Linked DNA regions of Sus scrofa: region 1 is linked to region 2. A link is a contact called in public HiChIP or PLAC-seq data. All regions are on one chromosome and are shown on one strand. The core of a region is the stretch at or near the end of the contact, and the rest is flanking DNA. Distances in the headings are between cores, read along the strand shown. Region 1 has its middle 10 kb from the start of MRPL33. Region 2 overlaps BABAM2 (BRCA1-A complex subunit BRE).

Region 1 (4,296 bases), core at 121-2,620, 380 kb before region 2:
AAGTTGACCCAGGAACTTAGGGAGAGTCCCCAGGATCTCACCGCCCGCCTTCTGCCTGCAGGCGAACATCAGGGCAGCCATGTTGGAACCCAGCCCTGTTCTGTTGGCTGCCGTCTTGAGGCTGGAGAGGGACCCTCAGGTACTAATGGCCCTATAGGCATCCTTTTCCTTCTCTTTCCCTGTTCTCACTCCTGGGATCAAGACCCCGAGGCACAGGTAGTTCCAGCCTTTCTTCCCTTCCAGCTTTCTAAGGGAGGATTCTGAGCTGCTTGGCTCCCCTGCCCCCATTTCTTACGGCTGAATTAGATGATGGCTGTGATGGAAGGATGCTAGAAGTCAGACACTTAATCTGCGTAAGAAAACATGGGAAGCTGCTCTCTGGAGAGAGAATGGGCTGGGTATAGCTGTTGAGTGGGAATTTGGGTGAGAAAAATGGCTATTTTAAGAAACGTCTTGGAGTTCCCATTATGGCTCAGTGGGTTGAGAACCCGACTAGTCTCTGTGAGGATGTGGGTTGGATCCCAGGCCTTGCTCAGTGGGTTAAGGGTCCAGTGTTGCCAAAGTGAGGTGTAGGTAGCAGATGCAGCTTGGGTCTGGCATTGCTGTGTCTGTGGTGTAGGCCGGCAGCTGCAGCTATGATTTGACTCTTAGCCTGGGAACTTCCATATCTACAGTGTAGCCCTAAAAAGGAAGAAATGAAAAGAAACTTCTCAAAGAATTACAGTATTTTTAAGGCATTTGCAGATCAATTTATATTTCTTTTGCATAGATACCATGTGAAGATGGAACTTCTTATGGTAGAAAAGGGGCTCAGTTTTATTCAAATTACATTTCAAATAATTCTCTGAGGAAAAAAAGTGATTTGGGTAGAAAAACCCAAGTGCTGATTTTATAGTGGGCTTTCTGAATTTGCATGGTCTTGGAACCGGACTGTGAAGGGGGGGCCTGTCATGAAATCTTATCAAGTGGGTGCCCTTGGACTTGTCGGTGAAGCTGAGGTTTCTTTTGGGGTGATTTCATGCAAAGAGCAAACTCCAGTGCTGGAGTAAGTTGACACCAAACTTTAATCTCTTTCCTCACTTTAGTTTGAAAATGGTCTAGATTGCTAACATAGAGGAGATCATTGTGCGGGCCCTTGCTCCTTGGGTGCCAGACTGATGTTCTAATGCCATTTGATATGCCTCCCGGCTGAATGACTCAGCCCTGGCCTCAAGGACCCTCCGCAGGCTCTCCCTCCCTCAGGGGTGCAGGTGTGTCCCCACCTCGCTCAGAGGCCAGGAAACTAACCACAATCTCCTGGCTAGAGACGCAGGCTTCTGCCTTGGAGGCAAAACAGGGTGAAACACAGGCAGGCAGGATCCCAAACCACAGAAGCTCAAGTGAGGTCATCCTTGTGAACCTGACAACTCCCTGTCTCTCTCGGTCAACAAAAAGAAACATAGACCCATTCAAAAATGGCTCTGAAAGACAGAGAATGCGCATGGCTATGGCAACTTGCCACTGGATGCTATTCCAAAGCAACTGAGAAAGTTAATTAGCCATCCTTTCACAAGCCAAGAAAAGTGCAATGATACGTTCACACCACCTTATAGCAGGACAGTTGAGTACAGGAGCTTAAATCACTTTTCTGGCAGCCAGTGAGTACAACGTCTGATGGCGTGTTCCCTTCTCATATGCACCTGGCAACTCGAGGCACCACGTGCTGGGCAGGAACCAGGCTTCCAGGAGATGTGGCAGAGACGTTGGCAGGATTGTCCCTCTGTGGGACAGCCTCTCTGAGACGGTTAGGAAATAGGTGGAAGGTGAGGTTGAGGGAGGCGGGAAGTCATGATGGAAAATGATTATGCCTTTGAAAGTAGTTATTCATGGAAACTTTTTAGCTTAAATGTGGACCCCAGAGTTCCTGTAGTGGCTCAGTGGAAACGAATCTGACTAGTATCCATGAGGGTTCGGGTTTGATTCCTGGCCCCGCTCAGTGGGTTAAGGTTCAGGTGTTGCTGTGAGCTGTGGTATAGGTTGCAGATGCAGCTCAGTCTGGCCTTGCTGTGGCTGTGAGTTTTGACCCCTAGCCTGGAAACCTCCATATATGGTGGGTATGGCCCTAAAAAGCAAAAAAACAAAAACAAATCAAAAGTGTACCCCAGTCCAAGGCGGAGGTAGATAGATGAGCCATTGGGAATGCATGATATCTACTTACTCGGTTCACTTGCAGGAATCAAGCAAATGAAATTGATGACAAAAATGGCCCTGCTTTGGGAGGCATTCTCTCATATTCACAATGTATTTAAATAATCATTAGGACAAAGGGCCTGGCATTTCGAAGACTCTGTCAGAAATATGCAGCCCAATTTGTCCCAGGGCAGGATGAGAATGGATTTATTTTGGTTGAAATCCTAACTTCTATTGTCAAGATTATGCATAAAGTCTGGATAATGCTACACAATTGGAAAAAAAAAAAGGAAAAACTTTCTTTTCGAGACTGGAACCCCTGAAGACTAGAAATAAGATCATGATTTATAGATCTGTTTCTCTATGGTGATTTAATAGGAAACATTGTTTGTCCTTTGTAGGCTTTAATGTTTCCCCAACCCATAAGAGCCCTATTAGTTGCCTTTGCCCAGTGGGTTGGTCTTACTGACATCTGCTTTAAATAGAAAAGAGGGAATAGTAGGATTGATGCTGAGTGTATTAAATTCTACCCATTATAAACATGTTTGCGGCAGCTTCATGGAATCCCTCCTCCAGACCAAATGAGTTATTTCCAGAGCTGGGGCTCCGCTGGCCACCCATATATCCCACTGGTTGACTCAGCCTCTCATTCTTGTAGCAGACGCACTTGAGAAAGGCCAGTGTATTTCTTGGCTGAATTTCCATATAGCCTTTTAATCTTCACGGATGGGACAACTTAATACGCTCCTGCCTCACGTGGCCGTGAGTTCTGCTGTGTGCCAGCATCAGGACCAATCTTGTCCTGGGCAGGGGGCTAGAAAGACCTTGTCCCTAGAAGTTGACATCTAGAGATGGTGGTTACTGGCTCCACTTTAGCCTCATATCCTGGCTCCAGAAACTGGATTCGCACCTCATCTAGTCACTTGAAAAATATTTATTGAGCACCTATTATGTGCTGGGCCCATAAATATGGCAGTAACTACAACGGATGAAAATCTCTGCCTTTTTCTAAGTTAGACTCTGTTTTTGGAACTGAGCTTGTCTTACCATTTCCAATTTTTTTTTTTGTCTTTTTTTTTAGGACGGCACCTGCAGCATATGGAAGTTCCCATGCTAGGGTTGAATTGGAACTGTGTCTGCGACCTGTACCACAGCTCATGGCAACACTGGATCTTTAACCCACTGAGCAAGGCCAGGAATCAAACTGCATCCTCATGGATGCTAGTCAGATTCATTTCTGCTGAGCCACGACGGAAATCCCCGTTTCCAAGTTTCAGCTTTTGGTTCCCTGATCAGTAAGTCACTGCTTCTAGAAATCTCTTTCTGAAACTTCAATATGCTTACATATCACTGGAGCTGAGGTTCTGACTCAGTGGGTCTAGGGTGGGGCCTGAGATGTTGAAATTTTTTTTTCTTTTGCTTTTTAGGGCCACACCTGTGGCATATGGAAGTTCTCAGGCTAGGGGTCGAATGGGAGCTACAGCTGCCAGCCTATACCACAACCAGAGCAATGACAGATCTGAGTCTACGATCTACACCACAGTCACGCAACACCAGATCCTTAACCCACATCCTCATGGATCCTAGTCGGATTTGTTTCCACTGAGCCACAATTCGAACTCCGAGATTCTGAATCTTAAGCTCCCAGACAGTATTGCCACTGCTGCTGGGGATGTTGCCTGGATTATGCTTTGAGTGACAAGGATATACAGACAACAGCATCAGCACCATCAGTGTTTGTTAGAAACACAGACTCTCAGGCCTCACTTCAGACCTCTGGGCTCAGCATCTGCCCTTTGACAAGATCCGTGGGAGCTGAGAAACAGGGATCTAGAACAGCGATTCCCAGAGCACAGGCAGCAGAAGCACCAGGTGAGAACTGCAACTACCTGTGGGTCCCCTTCCCCCACTGAGTCGTAGTATTTGATGGTGAGCATCCTGGGTGAGTCTGATGCGTAAGGTTTGGAAACCCCGCAGAGCGTTTTCAGAGGGCACTTTCCTAGGCTCATGGGACGTCACAGTGAAAAGAGCCTTCAAGGTGATCGGATGATAATCATCCAAGCTCGTAGGCTCCTCTGAAGCTATCGTCACACAAGTCCCAGATAAGAAACTGAGGCTAAGTGCTAG
Region 2 (4,395 bases), core at 1,841-4,340:
ACCTTCCACTTTCCAAGCAAGGGTTAGCCAGAACTCTGGGGCAGACCTGTCCCGGATATTATCCTGAAACCCCCGGGAGCAATACTGAGCCCTGCATTCATAATGCAAAAGGGAACACAAGTGGGTGTGTCCTTTTTTGGCACTTGTCCCCGCTCCAGTTTGTTCTTTTGCGGTCAAAGAATCTTGCACAGCAGTTACTCAATGCCGAGCTGGTACAGCTGCAGCTAATTTAACCACTCATCTGTTGCGTGAGGTGCTGTTTTCGTTTTGCAGCAGGGGTAAACTGAGGGATGGGATCGTTAATTAGTGCATTTAAAGCCGGGGATGGACTCTGAAAAATCTTGGGCCAAACAAGCGGACACCCTTTTGTTTGCTTTTGATTTCAAATGTAATTCACTAGGTACCTTAATTTGCATAAGTTTAAATTTTAGCTTTTGTAACCACTCTTCAGATCCAATTACTAATTCCTAAAATGAATGCCAGTGGTTTCCAATGAAGCCTTTTGCATTTATGCTCCCGGTGGCTGAGGGTTGGCAATTGTCTAAACAGAAAATTTAGAAATTCGATACATTGTACCTTTACTGTTTTCAAGCTGCCCCCAGGAGGTGCTTAGGCCAAGATGAAGAAGGTACCCTACTTTGAACCCTGAGTGCAGGCCTCACCCCTGAGCAGTAGAGATAAAGGGCCCTCGAAATTGTATCCCACTTTCTGGAGAAGGACACGTGTGAAAAACTAGAATTTGCATAATGGTTGAAGTATAGACCCTGGCGCCTGAAAGACCTGGGTTCGAGTCTTACTTCCAGTACATAATAGCTAGGCAATACCGGACCAGTTCCTTAACCTTTCTCTGAGTCAGTTTTGTCACCTGTGAAGTGGGCATGAGGGCAGTTGTAAGGATTGAGTTAAAATGTGCAAAGCACTGAGCGTAGTGTCTGGCACACACACAGCCACACACAGGAGGCACCCCATGCGGGAAAGCTCGTCTGGTGCAGCCCCCTCTGTGCCGGGTCCCTTGCTGAGAGCTACCCATGCACAGCAACTGATTTCGTGGTCCCCACCGGCCAGCCAGGTAATCCTCTTCCTTCCACAGCCAGAACAGTGTGAGCTGAACATTTGCATTCTGAAGCATTTTGACTGAATATGACACTGCACTGGTGACATTTTGATAGCTGTCACTGCATGGTTTAGTTCCAACATCTTTCAGCACATTCGGAAGCATCAACCTTTACATGTTGGGGCTTCTCCAGCAGCAATTATAGCCACAAATGAAGAAAAGCTATACATGTTCCCATAAAATATCGAGATTTGTGTCACAGGCCTCTGGTGACAAAGACTTGTTGAACTGCTAGATGTCAGCTTTTTTTTTTTTTTTTTCCCCTTCAGATAAAATTAAACTATGGAGTAACCATCCAATCCATGAGATTAAATTGGTTTTTCAATCACAAGTCTATAGACAATCAAAACTGGTACCAAATATCTTTATTGAAAAACATTCTGTATCATGTGTGGACAGATAAGAGTGGGGTGCCCTAAAGACAAGATGTTCGGAGGCCGGCTTCTGGCATTTTCCCCCTGGTGAAATCCTTGCTCTTCCCCACACGCCTTCCCTGCATGCAGCTACTCTGCTTTCTCCATGACCTTCTTCTGAATGTGAAGCTCTGAGCTCTAGTGCTTGTTCCAGCCCGCTCAGTAGGTGGACTCCGGTAAAGTTTAGAATTGGTTTTCTTTACAGCCCCAAATGGCCACTTTCAAAATAATTCGGTTCAGTGTGGCCTCTTGCATTGTATGAATCAGTAGCTGACTCTCCTGAGAGGCTTTAGAGCTGCAGAGAGCTCCATGCCTCTGGGGTGTGGGGCGGGGGGCTCTTTTCCTGGACTTTGAAGCAGGTCACAGAAAAAGGATCTGAAAAGAAATCCCATGTGACTGATGACCAGGACACCACTGATATCACAACTTAAACTCCTTGTGTAGATAACACGGAGCCAAGAGCAAAGGTCTAAGAAAGAAGCGTAAGGCAGTCTCCCCTGCCTGGGACGTAGTAACGTGCCAGATTTAGGCACTCATGCCGTGGTGAAGGAGAATAATTTTAAAATAAATAAGAATAAAATAAGAATAATAAAAAGGCCTGCTCCCTAGGCCTTAGAAAGAGAAACGGGAAGTAAAGCAGATGGCAGAGCGAGAGAAGTTTTGAGCACAGCCAGAAGAAAGGTGAAGGGTGAGGCGAAGTCTGACCCTGTCATGACACAGTGTCCTCCTAAGAGTGCCACTTGGGTAAGATGGGCTGGGCTGGTGGAACCGGGTCAGAGGCTGCAGGAGGGACCCACGTGGCCCAAGGCTCTAAGGTGAGGCGATCCAGCGTCACCTGCCCCTTGGGGGTGCTGCCCTCAGGGCACTGCCTACTGCAGATGGCTAGAGTGTTCTAAGCTCATCTCACCGCTAGGCCCGCCTCTACTCACCTCTACTCAGCTGGGGAGGCAGAAGCTAACAGGTGATCCCGGAGATGGGAGAAGAATTTTTCCATGGACCCCTCTTCTTCCCAGAAATTCCTAGATTCGGTGATTGATTACAAGGGGCACATCTGGCACGAGGAAACAGACTCTTTCAACTGATCACACTTAGTATCTTGAGACCAGGGGCCAGAGGGATGGAAAACAAATGCGAATCCCCCTAAATATCCCGTGACTGGTCACTTTCAGAAATCTTTTCTTTTCTTTTTCCTTCCCTTTTTGGCCATACCCACGTTAGTGGAAGTTCCTGGACTGGGGTTGAACCCACACCTCGGCATTGACCTGAGCCACAGCAGTGACGATGCTGGATCCTTAACCGCTAGGCCATCAGGGAACTCCATGACCAGTCACTGCCATGCACGCAGTAAAAGTACAGTGCTGGTGGGAACTCGTGCAACTAGAGCAAGGCAGTCCCGGGAGGACATACAGTTGGAGTTTGCTCTTCCCTTCTGCGTGGTTTTTGCCGTGTCAAACACAACTGAGTGAGAGCTGCCCCCGCAGCCCTAACTGGAGGCAGGGGAGGCTGTCCTGGCCTGGAACAGGCCTCTTTCTGGGCCACTGTCAGTGCTGTCTGAGCAGAGGGAGCACAAATATAAACCTCGGGCACATAAGGACACGCACAGGCCACAGAGCCTGTCAAGGGTTCTGTCATGTTCCGAATGAACAGATGTTTCTCCCACAACATTCTTCTTGGGGTTGGTCCAATGCATTTAAAAAAAAAAAAAAAACAACCAACACTGTTTACACTAATTATGCCCTTTTGCTGCCTTTGCTTGTTTTGTTTTGCTCTTCTCTTTTTCCCATACATTAAGAACTGTTCGCGTGAGGAAATTCTGCCCAGCTGCTTTTGGGAACAGACCCTTCCATAGCTTAAACCGGGAACCCTTTGTTCTTGGATCTGAGTGCAGCTCAGATTGCCTTGTCACATGTATCTTGGCGCTTCTTCCCTGAAGTTTATAGGCTTTTTAAAATCCATTTCCTTTTTACCCCGAAGACGATCAGCTTTCATAACTTTTCTTAAAGTAAATTTATCCAGATCCCTGTATTGTTTCGAGTTCTCTTCAGTGGCTCAGTCGGTGTTTTACTCAACAGTCCATATATTAAGTACATATTAAGTTTGGTGAATACCGTACCACTATCCTAGGCATTAAAAGGGAAATTAAACCCTTTTCTCCTTCATTGGTTTGTGCATATTTTCCTCTATTTATCCATTTTCTTCACTCGAGAGAGATTTTTTTGTAGCTTCTGTTGTGCTCCAGGTCCGCAGTGGGTGCAGCAGAATCAGTGATGAGGCAAGGGCTTCGCCTTCAAGGAATCCCCAATATACTGGTAGAAAAAGACACGTACAGAATTGAATTGCCAGTCAGGGTGATACGTGCCATAATAGCAGAGCGTTCCAGCTTCTTTGAGGAGGGGGATGCCTTGGCTCTGCCTCAGGCAACAAAAATAGCTTTACAGAATGAATACCTGCCACGGGAGAGTGTTCTCCACAGCGAGCAGTAAATCCAGAGACTAGGAGCGGGGAGAGAGGATGTTTGGGAAGTGATGATTGATTTGGTGGGGTCAGCGTCTAGCGAACAGAACCAGGAGCGACAGGAGATGGAGCTGGAAAAAATAGGCAGCCAGGTTGGGAAGGTCATTTTACACGCCGCATTTGAAAATGTACAACATGTCATATAGAAAATGGGGGTGGGGCAGGAAAGGCTCTGAAGCAGAGAAAATACATCCTCAGCGTTCTGGGCTGAATGGGGGTCCAGCCAAATGCATGTGTTGAAGCCCTAACCTCTCCCCACTCCTGGTCTGGCAAAATGTGACCATATTTGGAAATAGGATTTTTAGAGAGTTAATTATTAAAGTGAGGTCATTATTCGTGTGGGCCCTAATCCAG

Evidence for each region. HiChIP or PLAC-seq counts read pairs in DNA pulled down with a chosen protein or histone mark.
Region 1: a contact with region 2 is called in an H3K27ac HiChIP or PLAC-seq map of skeletal muscle, with 3 times the contacts expected there. The contact joins two enhancer-like sites. A contact is called at or near these places in 2 of 2 datasets of contacts at active chromatin or transcription factors (alveolar macrophages and skeletal muscle).

What each region holds. Positions count from the first base shown.
Region 1 is chr3:111,446,670-111,450,965 of Sscrofa11.1, reverse strand. No RefSeq gene overlaps it. Among named protein-coding and RNA genes, the nearest start is that of MRPL33, 10 kb to the right of the region's middle. Within about 2 kb of position 1,370, at least 3 of the 83 cell types and tissues checked have an H3K27ac peak or open chromatin away from gene starts, as enhancers often do. A contact at or near this core is called in skeletal muscle, where this site is marked.
Region 2 is chr3:111,066,111-111,070,505 of Sscrofa11.1, reverse strand. All of the region lies in intron 7 of BABAM2 (BRCA1-A complex subunit BRE), which reads left to right. Among named protein-coding and RNA genes, the nearest start is that of FOSL2, 230 kb to the right of the region's middle. Within about 2 kb of position 3,090, at least 32 of the 83 cell types and tissues checked have an H3K27ac peak or open chromatin away from gene starts, as enhancers often do. A contact at or near this core is called in skeletal muscle, where this site is marked.